Regions from separate parts of the Zea mays genome. Here all the other regions are linked to region 1. The links are chromatin contacts, called in public Hi-C maps. All regions are on one chromosome and are shown on one strand. Each heading gives the region's core, a stretch centred on a gene start, on an enhancer-like site or on the middle of the called end of the contact. The rest is flanking DNA. Distances are from core to core; before and after follow the strand shown. Region 1 holds the start of LOC100274048. Region 2 holds the start of LOC100383055. Region 3 holds the start of LOC100273294 (Vesicle-associated protein 4-2).

What was found. Hi-C and Micro-C count contacts between places; a contact is called where the count stands out from the background.
Region 2: a Hi-C map of tassel shows a contact between it and region 1, with 2.7 times the contacts expected there. The contact joins the promoter of LOC100383055 here to the promoter of LOC100274048 in region 1. A contact is called at or near these places in 2 of 25 Hi-C or Micro-C datasets (ear and tassel).
Region 3: a Hi-C map of ear shows a contact between it and region 1, with 5 times the contacts expected there. The contact joins the promoter of LOC100273294 here to the promoter of LOC100274048 in region 1. A contact is called at or near these places in 10 of 25 Hi-C or Micro-C datasets (ear, endosperm, leaf and 2 more).

What each region holds. Positions count from the first base shown.
Region 1 is chr4:37,554,407-37,558,351 of Zm-B73-REFERENCE-NAM-5.0, reverse strand. LOC100274048 reads left to right here and starts at 1,864. Exons shown (of 3, transcript NM_001148428.1): 1 at 1,864-2,078; 2 at 2,274-2,479; 3 at 2,568-2,903. The coding sequence starts at 1,977. The coding sequence ends at 2,754. It overlaps LOC103653105, which reads left to right. Exons shown (of 3, transcript XM_008680067.3): 1 at 1-858; 2 at 1,084-1,195; 3 at 1,646-1,789. The coding sequence ends at 854.
Region 2 is chr4:38,043,005-38,046,949 of Zm-B73-REFERENCE-NAM-5.0, reverse strand. LOC100383055 reads right to left here and starts at 1,793. Exons shown (of 16, transcript NM_001175731.1): 1 at 1,405-1,793; 2 at 1,179-1,297; 3 at 637-793; 4 at 429-567; 5 at 131-224; 6 at 1-46. The coding sequence starts at 1,673.
Region 3 is chr4:37,199,734-37,203,678 of Zm-B73-REFERENCE-NAM-5.0, reverse strand. LOC100273294 (Vesicle-associated protein 4-2) reads left to right here and starts at 2,039. Exons shown (of 7, transcript NM_001147735.1): 1 at 2,039-2,357; 2 at 2,876-2,946; 3 at 3,155-3,236; 4 at 3,336-3,451; 5 at 3,590-3,667; 6 at 3,775-3,894. The coding sequence starts at 2,198. It overlaps LOC103653102 (probable serine/threonine-protein kinase PBL8), which reads left to right. Exons shown (of 3, transcript XM_008680065.4): 2 at 132-265; 3 at 378-659. The coding sequence ends at 599.

The sequences.
Region 1 (3,945 bases), core at 615-3,114:
TCGAGAGGCTGATAGCTGAGGGTGCTGTGCCAAACCATGTAACTTTTCTGGCAGTGCTGAATGCATGTAGGTTTTCAGGTCTTGTTGACGAAGGGAAGAGGATTTTCCAGTTGATGACTGAAAATCTGAGGATAAAACCACGGGCCATGCATTATGCATGTGTTATTGAGCTTTTTGGTAGAGAAGGTCTACTTGATGAATCCTATTCAATGATAAGAAGAGCACCGTTCACTCCAACTGCAAACATGTGGGGAGCCTTGCTTACTGCTAGCAGGATCCACAAGAGCATGCATCTTGCAAAATTTTCTGCCGAGCAGCTATTGGCAATGGAACCTGAGAAAATAAACAGCTATGTTGTGCTCCTCAACTTGTATGTTAGCTCTGGTAGACAGGACAGCGCCTGCAAGGTAGTTGAAACACTGAAGAGGAAAGGTTTATATATTGGTAATGCCTGTAGCTGGATCACAGTCAAGAAAACGGATCACAGGTTTTTCTTTAAAGATACTTTGCATCCACAAAGTGCTGAAATATACAGGAGGCTGGACACATTAATGAAGGAGGTACGAGAAGCTGGCTTTGTTGCTGAGGAGAATGAATTGCTCCCTGATATTCATCCTGACGAGCAAAAGATATCAAGAGCTTACCACAGTGAGAGACTGGCAATTGCTTTTGGCCTTATCAGCACAGCCCCACAGACTCCCTTGAGGATCAGTCAAAGCCATCGTTTGTGCAGTGACTGCCACAATTTAATTAAGTTTGTGTCAAGAGTTACCAAGAGGGAAATCATTGTTAGGGATGGTAGCAGGTTCCACCACTTTAAACTCGGGGTCTGCTCTTGTGGTGACTACTGGTAATTGGGTATGTCGAACTATCTAATGGTTTTATTTTCTGACACTAAAACTGAGAAAGGATTATGAGATTAACCAACAGTAGTGCTGTTTTTCACTTTATGGATTACCAGATGTGAAACAGTATGTTTCATCCAAAATGTGACCTAGTTTATTTCTGATCAAATATGCTTTGTTTAGCACATAGAAAAAAAGGTGCATGTGCTGCAGAAGCTAATGCATATTTTGCTGGCAGCTAATGACTCCAATGTTTCAAGCCAATTATCTGGAAATTACTTTGATTAATGAGGATAAAGCAGATTGGTCGACCATGATGCTCCAATGTTTCAGTGCTACATGCAGGCTTGGTAAGTTTGGAGTTATTTTTTTTAAGATGTCGAAAGAGTAATTTAGAAGTTTCACTCACATGGATGTGTCCATTACCCCTTCCTTTTCCTTTTAATTAAAGGGGCAGAACGAATGTTGGAGGCTCTCACATGAGTAGGGTCTAGAGAAGGGATAAACCGAGGCAAATCTTTCCCTGCCAAATGCAGAGAGACTGCTTCGAATCCGTGACCTGGCCATTTAGCGAGACAGCTCTCCCCACACAACTAAGCTTGCCCTTCTCCTTTTCCTGTTAACTGTCGGCAAAAAGTTTTAGTGTCTTTATTTTGATAAGCAACATCTTGCGTGCCTTTATCTCGGTAGAAAAGATGGCTTCTGTGATGTGTTCAGTAGAAATGTTTTTTTATATGACAATCAGATAGATTGCTTTTCCCTGCGCTTCCACTCTCTTTACAAACCTTGTGTAAAAGCAGATCTTTAAAAGTAGGCTGAATATGTGTCATGTCATGTGGCTTTCACATTGGAGATACCAATCCTTAATTGTGTCCTATAAGGAAGGAATAAAGCTCTGATGTAAACGAAGGATCAAAGGGAAGTATAAAACTTTGAGCATCTTGGGACAGCTAGTTTCTTCTTGCTTCATGACTGCATCCTGGTTGGAGAACAAATACCCTGCTGTACTTTTGCCTCTATTTATTCACCAATTGGTCATCGAACAGGTCGCAGCTCACAACACCATTTGTAAGCAGGTGATCTTCCATTCAGCAACCTTCTCAGCTGGTACAAGTCCGAGAGCACGCTACAATGGCGAGGATGGGAGTTGCTATTCTGGTCTGCGTAGTGGTTTTAGCCCTGGACGTCACAGCTGGCATACTAGGAATTGAGGCGCAGGCTGCTCAGAACAAGGTAATGTTTCAAGGTATTGGTATTTTTTTTTACTAACCGAAAATCACAGAGGGGTTTTGAAAACGAAATGTTTCGTAGTCTATGGTTTTGCTTCATCATGCATGGCTGGTAATGGTATTTTAGCTCAATGGTCTCTGAGATTATCTAATTGACGACTGATGTTGTTGGTGTTTGTATTTGGTACTGCTTCCACAGACTAAGAAGGTGACGATCCTCTTCATCCAGTGCGAGAAACCAGTGTACAGAGCGTACCAGCTTGGCCTCGCAGCTGCAGTGCTCCTGGTAGTTGCCCACGCGGTAGCCAACTTCCTCGGCGGCTGTGCCTGCATCTGCTCCCAGCTGGAGTTCATCAAGGCGTCCATCAACAGGAAGCTGGCAGCCACCACCATAATTCTCTCATGGTAACTTGGTCACTTGTATATATAGAATTCCCTTGGAGAGGACCAGTGCTAATGATTGCGCTTGCGCTTGCGCTGCGACTTGGGGTAGGATCGCCCTGATTGCCGGATTCTCGCTGCTGCTCGCCGGCGCCATGTCCAACTCCAAGTCCAAGACGTCGTGCGGGTTCACTCACGGACACACCTTGGCCCTCGGAGGGATCATGTGCTTCGTCCACGGCGGGATCACCGTCGCCTACTATGTCACCGCCACTGCCGCAGCGCACGAGGTTCCTTAGTCGAGCATTTTGCCCGAGAGATCACCGCTGTTCTTTCCTTGGTCCAGCTGCTCCTTGCTTTTCTCCTTGTGATTTGACATCTACAAGCATCCGAAGATATATGCCTTTTTTCCGTTCAAAAAAAAAGAATACATGCCTGTTGTTTGATTTGTTGCTATTGCTGAGGAAAAAACATGTCAAAGTTAGCGTCAGTGTGCCACAGTAATTTAATTTACGTTGTTGAGAAAGACAATAACGCCGCTCCATCTTGTCTCCTGGTGAGGGAGGCTACCTCAAGCAGACCGTATATACGGACAGTGTATAAAAGACCACACTGTTTTGCACTGTAGTAGAGTATAATGTTTGCATAGTGAAATTTAAAATACTGAGTGAGTGAGATAGGAAATGGGATATGGAGGCTCTTGAGGAAGGCAACGTCAAAGGAGATGGTAACAATCAGCTTCTACATAATTAAGTAGTCACAACGCATTCTATACAACACACTTACAATTGACTTCACACCAATTACCCACCCTTAATGCTCAAAACTGCGTCTACCGTCTATCCAATAACCCATCATCATCGTGAAATTTCTATATCAACAAAAACAAAATAACTGCTCAGACCAACAGACGTGAGCCAAGGACTCGAAAAGTTCAGTTAGCTTCTGGCAGATCCGGAATGCTGCCAACTGATGAGTCCCCTCTCTGAAGGCCAGAGACGGACGACCGAGGCATGTCTCTAGACAGTTCAAGATGAAGATGTCCTGTAGTACCGAGCTGGATTTTGAGGAAGCAATGTTCATGCACGGATGCTTTGCATTACTTTAGCTGAGGAGACCAAACACTCCCTAAGAGAAGAAATGGAGAGCATACATTCTTGTAGGTTTGGATAACCTTTTTTATATGATGTTAAAGAAAAGCCCCATGGGAAAGAAACATACAATTGAAACATTGGAACGGCTCAACGGTGGATGTACGAAAAACATGAGTACACATTTGGGATGAATTTCGTATGGTCAAATAGAGACGACGCAAGGAAAAAAGTGAGGGCAAGCCAAATTCTGCTTTGTGTCTCAAGGTTTGATATATTAACATTATAACACTTTTTTATATGAAGTTTTTGTTTGGTTTTGGGGAAAGATCGAATTTTCACCATTGGCTCTTGCAATAGCAAAAAAAATGAAGAAAAATTGTGATATACACTATACGT
Region 2 (3,945 bases), core at 544-3,043, 490 kb before region 1:
ACATTTTCAGAAGGTTTTTCTTTAGACGTGGTAAGTTCATCTATGGCTGCATTCAAAATGGTTAGATAATGGATGAAGAAAAATAGACAGGAAAATAGCATTTACATAACTTGTTTTGTTCAGACTTTACCCTTAATCATGACATCAGGCTCCTCAACCCAGTTTGTGAATAGTACAGGGTCCTTAGAACCTTCAAATAGCAAGTAGCAAGCACCATTTGTCATCTGAACACTCACCAAAACAACATTTGTTGTTTTAACATAGTATTTCATATGATAGCTAAAATGCATAAAACAACTGCAACACAGATCTTTAAAGCCTATGTCGAGAGTCAAGAGACAGATCAGAAAGGTAAATGGAAAAATGCATAATCAAAATAAAATACATATGACACTAAATGTGGAAATTGCTATGGATCTGAGCCTCACATTGGAGAAGTTTTTGTCTGAGATCAAGATAGGAAATGTGATGTACTCCTTCACTATTGTGCGGAAAGCTTGGCTTTGAGAAGCTAAAGAACTAACATCACTCCCATGTTGCAAAGCAAAAACATTCAGGCGTGGATACCTAAAACAGGCTGAGATTAGAGGAGTTCAAGATTGCAGTCAAATGTAATGTACTCCTTCACTATTGTACCTCTGTTGCAGATGTTTCAAGCTCTCAAAAGCAATTAGATGTTTGCCGTCGTTGTTCAATGTTCCACAAGATTGATACAAAAGAAGAAGATATATTCCTTCATGGTTCAAGTTCATCCAAGTGTCATTCATGATGTTGAACCAACAATGATTTTGACCTACGCCACAAAAATAAAGGTGTTAAAATGTAGCAATGACCTCCTGAGAAAAGGATATGTGTGCTACAATTTATTGTGCATCTGGGAATAGCCACATCTATCATATTATGTATTTATGTGGTGTGTGTTAGATAAAAAAATGAAAGAATGTTTATGTTTTTTTTTCGTGTCAGACTGTCAGTAACATAGTAGCTGTGGCAGCTTTAGTTCTGTATATGTATTTATGTTTCTCCAATGGTAAGAACTAAGAACAATCGATAAAATGAACTGGCACACAAAATTATTGCATCCATTGCAAACATCGTTGAAAAATAATCCTCCAATATCTGCATTGTGTACTAAATACGAGCATCGAGTTCATAAAGGTCACTAGTCGCATATTCACCTTCAAGCTTCCCAAACGCTGACTTGATAAAATCGACCAACTCAGAGTGCTCTGAAGCAGCAGTGCTAGTGCTAGCCTCACTTGACGACAACGACGTCACCGCCGCTGGGCTCTCGGGGCTACAAGACAATGGCAGCTTTGTTAAATTCACAAGCCAGAATAAGCATTTCTGGAGACGACATAAGCTAGTGACGGGCTCGCTGTTACTCGGGTATCTCTCTTCTACCTCGAAGCAACTTGGTGCGCTGTCCTGGTAGCCATAGCAACCGCATGGTGTCGCCGAGGAAGCCGGAGGCGTGAGTGGGAGCCGAACGAAGCGGAGAGGCCGCCGCCGCATCTGTCTCCCTCGATCAGGCTTGGCAAGGGGAGCGGGACCAATGAGGACGAGGCGAACGCCGGAGCGGGAGCGGAGGAGACGAGCCGGTGAGGAAGCAGGCGGGCAGCGGCGGGGGTGCGGCGGCGCAGCACCGCCACCAAGGACGAGGCCTGCGCCATGGGAGAATCGGCCGTGGCGCGAAGGCGAAGGTAGTGGCGGCGGGAAAGGGACGGGAATGCCGCGTCTCGGCGGCGGTTTAGCTGGGGGCCTGGGGCAGGCCGGCAGGGGAACGGGGAGAGCGCTCGATACGCTAGGGTAGGGCAAAGAGTTCCTCTGTAGTTGCTTCCTATCACTGACGTGTGGGACCATGCTCATACCAGACCCACACGTCAGTGACCTCTCTGCAGTTCCTTCCTGAGAAGTAACTGAGCGGATCCCGACGCTAGGGTAGGGCAATGCAGGCATGCAGCAGGGTTTAATTTCTCGGACCAGAACCGCCGAGCTTCAGTAGAATTTCTCGTTCGGCCGGTTTTCGAACAGGTTTCGTTAAATTTTGTTTCGAATTTGGAAATTTTAATAATTGTAGCAATAAAAAATATGATAAAATTAATATATTTTTCTGGGTATTCTGTTACATGCCAAATTGATCATCATTTTTTTGATAAAAACTGCAAATTTTGTTGGAGAACAAATTTTGATCGAGAAAGTCGACTTTTGTTTTTTAATGAAAATATATACACATTACAAATAAATCCTGTCAAAAAACAACTTTCTAAAACTTAATGTTCATTTTCCGATGGAAAAACATTGGATTCCACTTGAGAAACAACAAATTTCCGTTTTTTAATTTAAACATGCAAATCGACCGAGAAATTTGAAATTCAGCTAGGTTTTTTTTGCTTCCGCTGACTATCGAATATGTTGGCAAAACATAGATGGTAAACACTGATGTGAAGTGCGGTACACTCCTCAGCAAAACGGAGTGGCCAAGCGCAATAGACACATTACCTTAGCGGCCTAGCTGTTATGCAACACGCTTCTATCCCGGTTCCTTTTGGGATGAAATATTTGCAAGTGTGGTATCAGGGACCATAATTAGGGGTACCCTCAAGACGCCTAATTCTCAGCTGGTAACCCCCATCAGCATAAAGCTGCAGAGGACTGATGGGTACGATTAAGTCAGAGATCAGTCCATACGAGCGACTCGATCACGCCTCGCCCGAGCCTAGCCTCGGATAAGGGCAGCCGACCCCGAGGGATTTCCGTCTCGCCCGAGGCCCCCCTCCAACGGCGGACACATCTCCGGCTCGCCCGAGGCCTTGCCTTCGCTAAGAAGCAACCCTGACTAAATCGCCGCGCCGACCGACCGAGTCGCAGGAGCATTTAACGCAAAGGTGGCCTGACACCTTTATCCTGACGCGCGCCCCCCGACAGAGCCGAAGTGACCGCCGTCACTTCGCCGCTCCACTGACCGGTCTGACAGAAGGACAGCGCCGCCTGCGCCACTCCGACTGCAGTGCCACTTGACAGAGTGAGACTGACAGGCGGTCAGGCCCTGCCAAAGGCACCATAGGAAACTCCGCTCCGCCCGACCCAGGGCTCGGACTCGGGCTAAGTCCCGGAAGAACGAACTCCGCTCCGCCCGACCCAGGGCTCAGACTCGGGCTAAGCCCCGGAAGACGGCGAACTCCGCTCCGCCCGACCCAGGGCTCGGACTCGGGCTAAGTCCCGGAAGACGGCGAACTCCGCTCCGCCCGACCCAGGGCTCGGACTCGGGCTCAGCCCCAGAAGACGACGAACTCCGCTTCGCCCGACCCCAGGGCTCGGACTCCGCCCTGGCCTCTGCCGAACGACCTCCGCCTCGCCCGACCAAGGGGCTCGGACTCGGCCTCGGCCAAGGAAGACAGACTCAACCCCGGCTTCGGAAGAGCCCCCACGTCGCCCGACCTCGGGCGCGGGCCCGCCGCGTCAACAGGAAGCGCCATCATCACCCTACCCCGAGCCGACTCGGGCCGCAGAGAACAAGACCGGTGTCCCATCTGGCTAGCTCCGCCAGATAGGCAATGATGGCGCCCTGCGTGCCCTGTGACGACGGCGGCTCTCAGCTCTCTTACGAAAGCAGGAGGACGTCAGCAAGGACTCGACCGCTCCGACAGTTGTCCTTCCGCCAGGCTCCGCCGCTCCTCCGACAGCCACGACACCACACCAGCTGGGTGCCAAGATCTCTCCGGCTGCCACATTGGCATGTACTTAGGGCGCTAGCTCTCCCCCGCTAGACACGTAGCACTCTGCTACACCCCCATTGTACACCTGGATCCTCTCCTTACGCCTATAAAAGGAAGGACCAGGGCCTTCTTAGAGAAGGTTGGCCGCGCGGGGACGAGGACGAGACAGGCGCTCTCTTGGGGCCGCTCGCTTCCCTCACCCGCGTGGACGCTTGTAACCCCCTAC
Region 3 (3,945 bases), core at 790-3,289, 350 kb after region 1:
TTGAAGGGGGTAGGGACATTACCAGCTTTTCACAAAGTTGATTTTATTTTATGTGCTTAATCTTGTCAACCATAATCTTTCTATCTGCTTGTTCTTATGATCCTGTCATCTTACTTTGTTTAATCTTGAAGGGGCTCTTCCCCTACCTTGGTCCAACAGGATGAAGATTCCTCTAGGTGTCGCGAAAGGACTAGCCTTCCTCCATGGAGGTCCCAAACCTGTAATTTACAGGGATTTTAAGACATCGAATGTTCTTCTTGATGTGGTACTTTATCAGTTCAATATGTTTCATATTGTGCTTAGACAATGCACGCTACCTTGTTAATTGTGGTGATTTTACTTCTTTTTTTGAACATGTGGTGATTTTACTTCTGTAGGAGTACAACGCAAAACTATCTGATTTCGGTTTAGCAAAAGCTGGTCCTCACGGTGATAAAACTCATGTATCTACTCGGGTTGTTGGCACCTATGGTTATGCTGCACCAGAGTATGTAATGACAGGTATCAGGGATAAACTTTTGACTTCAGTAGCTACCTGTAGCAGAAATTCTGTAGCTTGCTTATCTGTTGCATGTTGGTTCTTTACACTGTTTTTCTAAGCTTGTAGTTATTCTCGTGTTCACTCCATATTGGATAGTAAATTGGCTTAACATTTTTGTCCGAAGACATAAAACTGGGGTGCCATTACAAATGTTCTTTCAAGTGAAACTGTGTTTTTCGTTTTTACATGCAGTAAAGGTTGTAGACTTATATAATGAATCTTCTGCTCCACTTCTTTGGGACATGTTTTAACATTTCTTAACATTTCTCACTCTGTAACGCTTTCATACCACTTTTCTTATGTTTTAGATGCGCTTTTTTTGAGACCAAGCCCTAAGGGCAACAATGGGGATGACCAGCGTCTTGGTTTATCAAGAGGAAGTTAATCCCTCTCAACTGAAACTCCCATCAAATTTGGGGCATAATGTGTCGATTCAGTTATAACTATTATATGTCATTTTGGGTTAGCAAACTGTATCTACTAATTTCTCAGACTTATGCCTTTTGAGCTAGAAACTTGTGTAAGGATTTGTTGCACTCAGTGACATGCTGATATTTGAACTATTTAGGCTGCCAAATCTGAATTTTTTAACTATCAAGTATCTCAACATTTCTCTCATCCTAACACTTTCAGACTGTTCTCCCCTTTTTTTGGGGGCATGTTTTAACATCTCCCTCATCGTTGAACCCTTTCAGACTCAAAAAATAATGAGTACTATTGACGATCTATTTAGAACAGCTCTAACTATATTCATCAAATTGGTTGCTCGTGCGTTGTATGACCTTTAAAATATTTCATTTTACAGTATATCTTATATGAATAATTTATAATTGTATAGTGCGAGTAGCAGATTACAATAGTGACGGATAAACATTGTATTTTACTTTACATGATGGATGTTTTCGATGTGTAAGGCTTTTAAGGCATGTAAAAATTCTTAACTTTTAAAAGATGCTAACACGAACATAAAATTGCAATTAGTATTCTTGAATTTCAATGTATCTTGTCATAACATGTTCACTCCGTAGCGACACACGACGTTCACCTATGGGGTGTTTGGTTTGAGGAATGAGGTAATTCATCATTTTCTCACTCCTCACTTTCTTGTTTGATTTGTGGAATGGAATGAGTTGATCCATCACCATTTCATTCCTCATAAGCTAATAATAGTAATAACATGAGGAATGAGTTTATTCCACCAAATTTATGAAATGAACTTATGATGCACCACCTCATCTAGAATGGATTGATTCTTTAAACCAAACACCACCTAGTGTTACAAATAAACAATAACTATATTTAATAAATATCTAAATACCTATTTAGCAAATTACGGCAACTGGTTACCGCCGCCCCCATCCACTAGCTCCGTCGTCGCGATTGACGATTCCACCGCTTGTACATTTCCCCTCCCCCCCCCCCACACACGCCGGTGCGTCGCCTGCGCAATCATACTTCCTACCCTCCCCACCTCTTCCACGGTTCCACCCCGTCCCTCTCCTCTCGAGAAGCACCCGCACCATACATCTTCCGGCGCCCGACGCGGACGGCGAGCCGCTGCTGCTGCTGCCGCCGGAGGAGGAAGGGCACCAGGGCCAGCGGGTGCAGGAGGAGGAGGAGCAGCAGCAGGCCGCCGGCCGCTTGGGGCTGTGCCACATGCCGCTCTGGGGGGCCGCCGCGTCCGCGGCGCCGGCAGCCGACGGCGACGCCGCCCGCGCGCCGTCGGGATCCGGCGGCGGCGTCAAGGTGATCCGGTCGCTGCTCCCCACCCGGCGCCGCCTCCGCCTAGATCCGCCCGCCAAGCTCTACTTCCCATGTAAGCAAAATCCACAAGCGGGGCCGGGGCTCTGTTAATTTCTTGCCTCCCGAATCTTCTTGCACCTCCTCCTGGTGGTTTATTATACTAGACAACTCTGTTAGTTTCTTGACGGATGGCCCGTGGAGAAGACGGCGGCTTTCAATCGTTTCCACCTGGCGCCTTTGGCCCCGGCTGCGCGCGTTTCCCGCTGGCCGCTGCTATCCGATTTCTTGATTCGGTCGCTCTGTCTCGTCAAGGCGTGCACCGCTTTCCATGTTGTTTGTTCAAAATTTCTGCTTCTGCAACTTTGCTTGTTCTGTGAAAACATAGGTTCCATTTCAACTTCCGTGATTCCGTCGGACAGGACCCGTATTCGTCGAGAAAAAGTCCCTTTTTCATAGACGAACTTTGCACGACTGTTTCTTATATAGAGATTTAAGTCTATAGATGGTAAAAGGCCATGGGAGACATACAGTTTACTGGGAAAACCAGTTTCCGTTCAGCTGTTTTTCTCTCCCTAATTTTGATTTATACAGATGAGCCCGGCAAGCAAGTCCGGAGCGCGGTCAGGATCAAGAACATCAGCAAGTCCCATGTGGCCTTCAAGGTAGCAAACCACTGTCTCTTATTCGGTTACGCTATTATTGCTAGATGCTTTTTCTGTAATGTTCTTTTTGCAAATTTACCAATACCAACCAGTTTGTTCCTAATCTTAGTTAGCCTACCACTATGCTGCAACTAGTACAATCGTTAAGCTCTCAGCTGCACAGTGCCCATCAGCAGAGCACTAATCTTAAGCATGTTTGCTGTTGCAGTTCCAAACGACTGCACCAAAGAGTTGCTTCATGAGGCCTCCGGGCGGTGTGCTTGCTCCAGGGGAAAGCATCATAGCAACAGGTATTCAGATTTGAGACCAATGAATATCATCGCATTGCTAGTTGTGGCGCTCTCAAGTTATAATGGCCTAATCCCTGCGTTCCCTTACTTCAATTGTAGTTTTCAAGTTTGTGGAGCATCCGGAGAACAACGAGAAGCCGATGGACAAGTGCAAGGTTAAGTTTAAGATTGTCAGCCTGAAAGTCAAAGGGCCGGTGGAGTACGTCCCTGAACTGGTAAGCTATCTCTCCACCAGCCCTGGCAGACTCATTGTACTGTTCAGTTTAAATGTTGGAAACCTTCGCTTAACTGATTGGCCATCACCATTTCAATGGCTGCCTACACTGAAGTTTTTAACGACCCTTCTGTTGCAGTTTGATGAGCAGAAGGACCAGGTCGCGGTCGAGCAAATATTGCGGGTAGTATTCTTGGATGCTGAGCGCCCAAGCCCAGTAAGCCTGAGCAAAACCTCTTCGTTTTATTCTGTCTTGGTGCAATGCAATTAGTGAAGCATAGCAAGTTCAACTTACGCATCTTGGTACCATTTTTTTTCTGGCAGCAAATGGACAAACTCAAGCGCCAGCTAGCTGAAGCAGAAGCAGCCCTTGAGGCACGCAAGAAACCTCCAGAGGACAATGGTCCCCGTATTGTTGGTGAAGGCCTTGTGATTGACGAATGGGTAAGATTATGGCTCTGTAGTTACCAATGGCAGTGCCTCGTCTCTTTAATA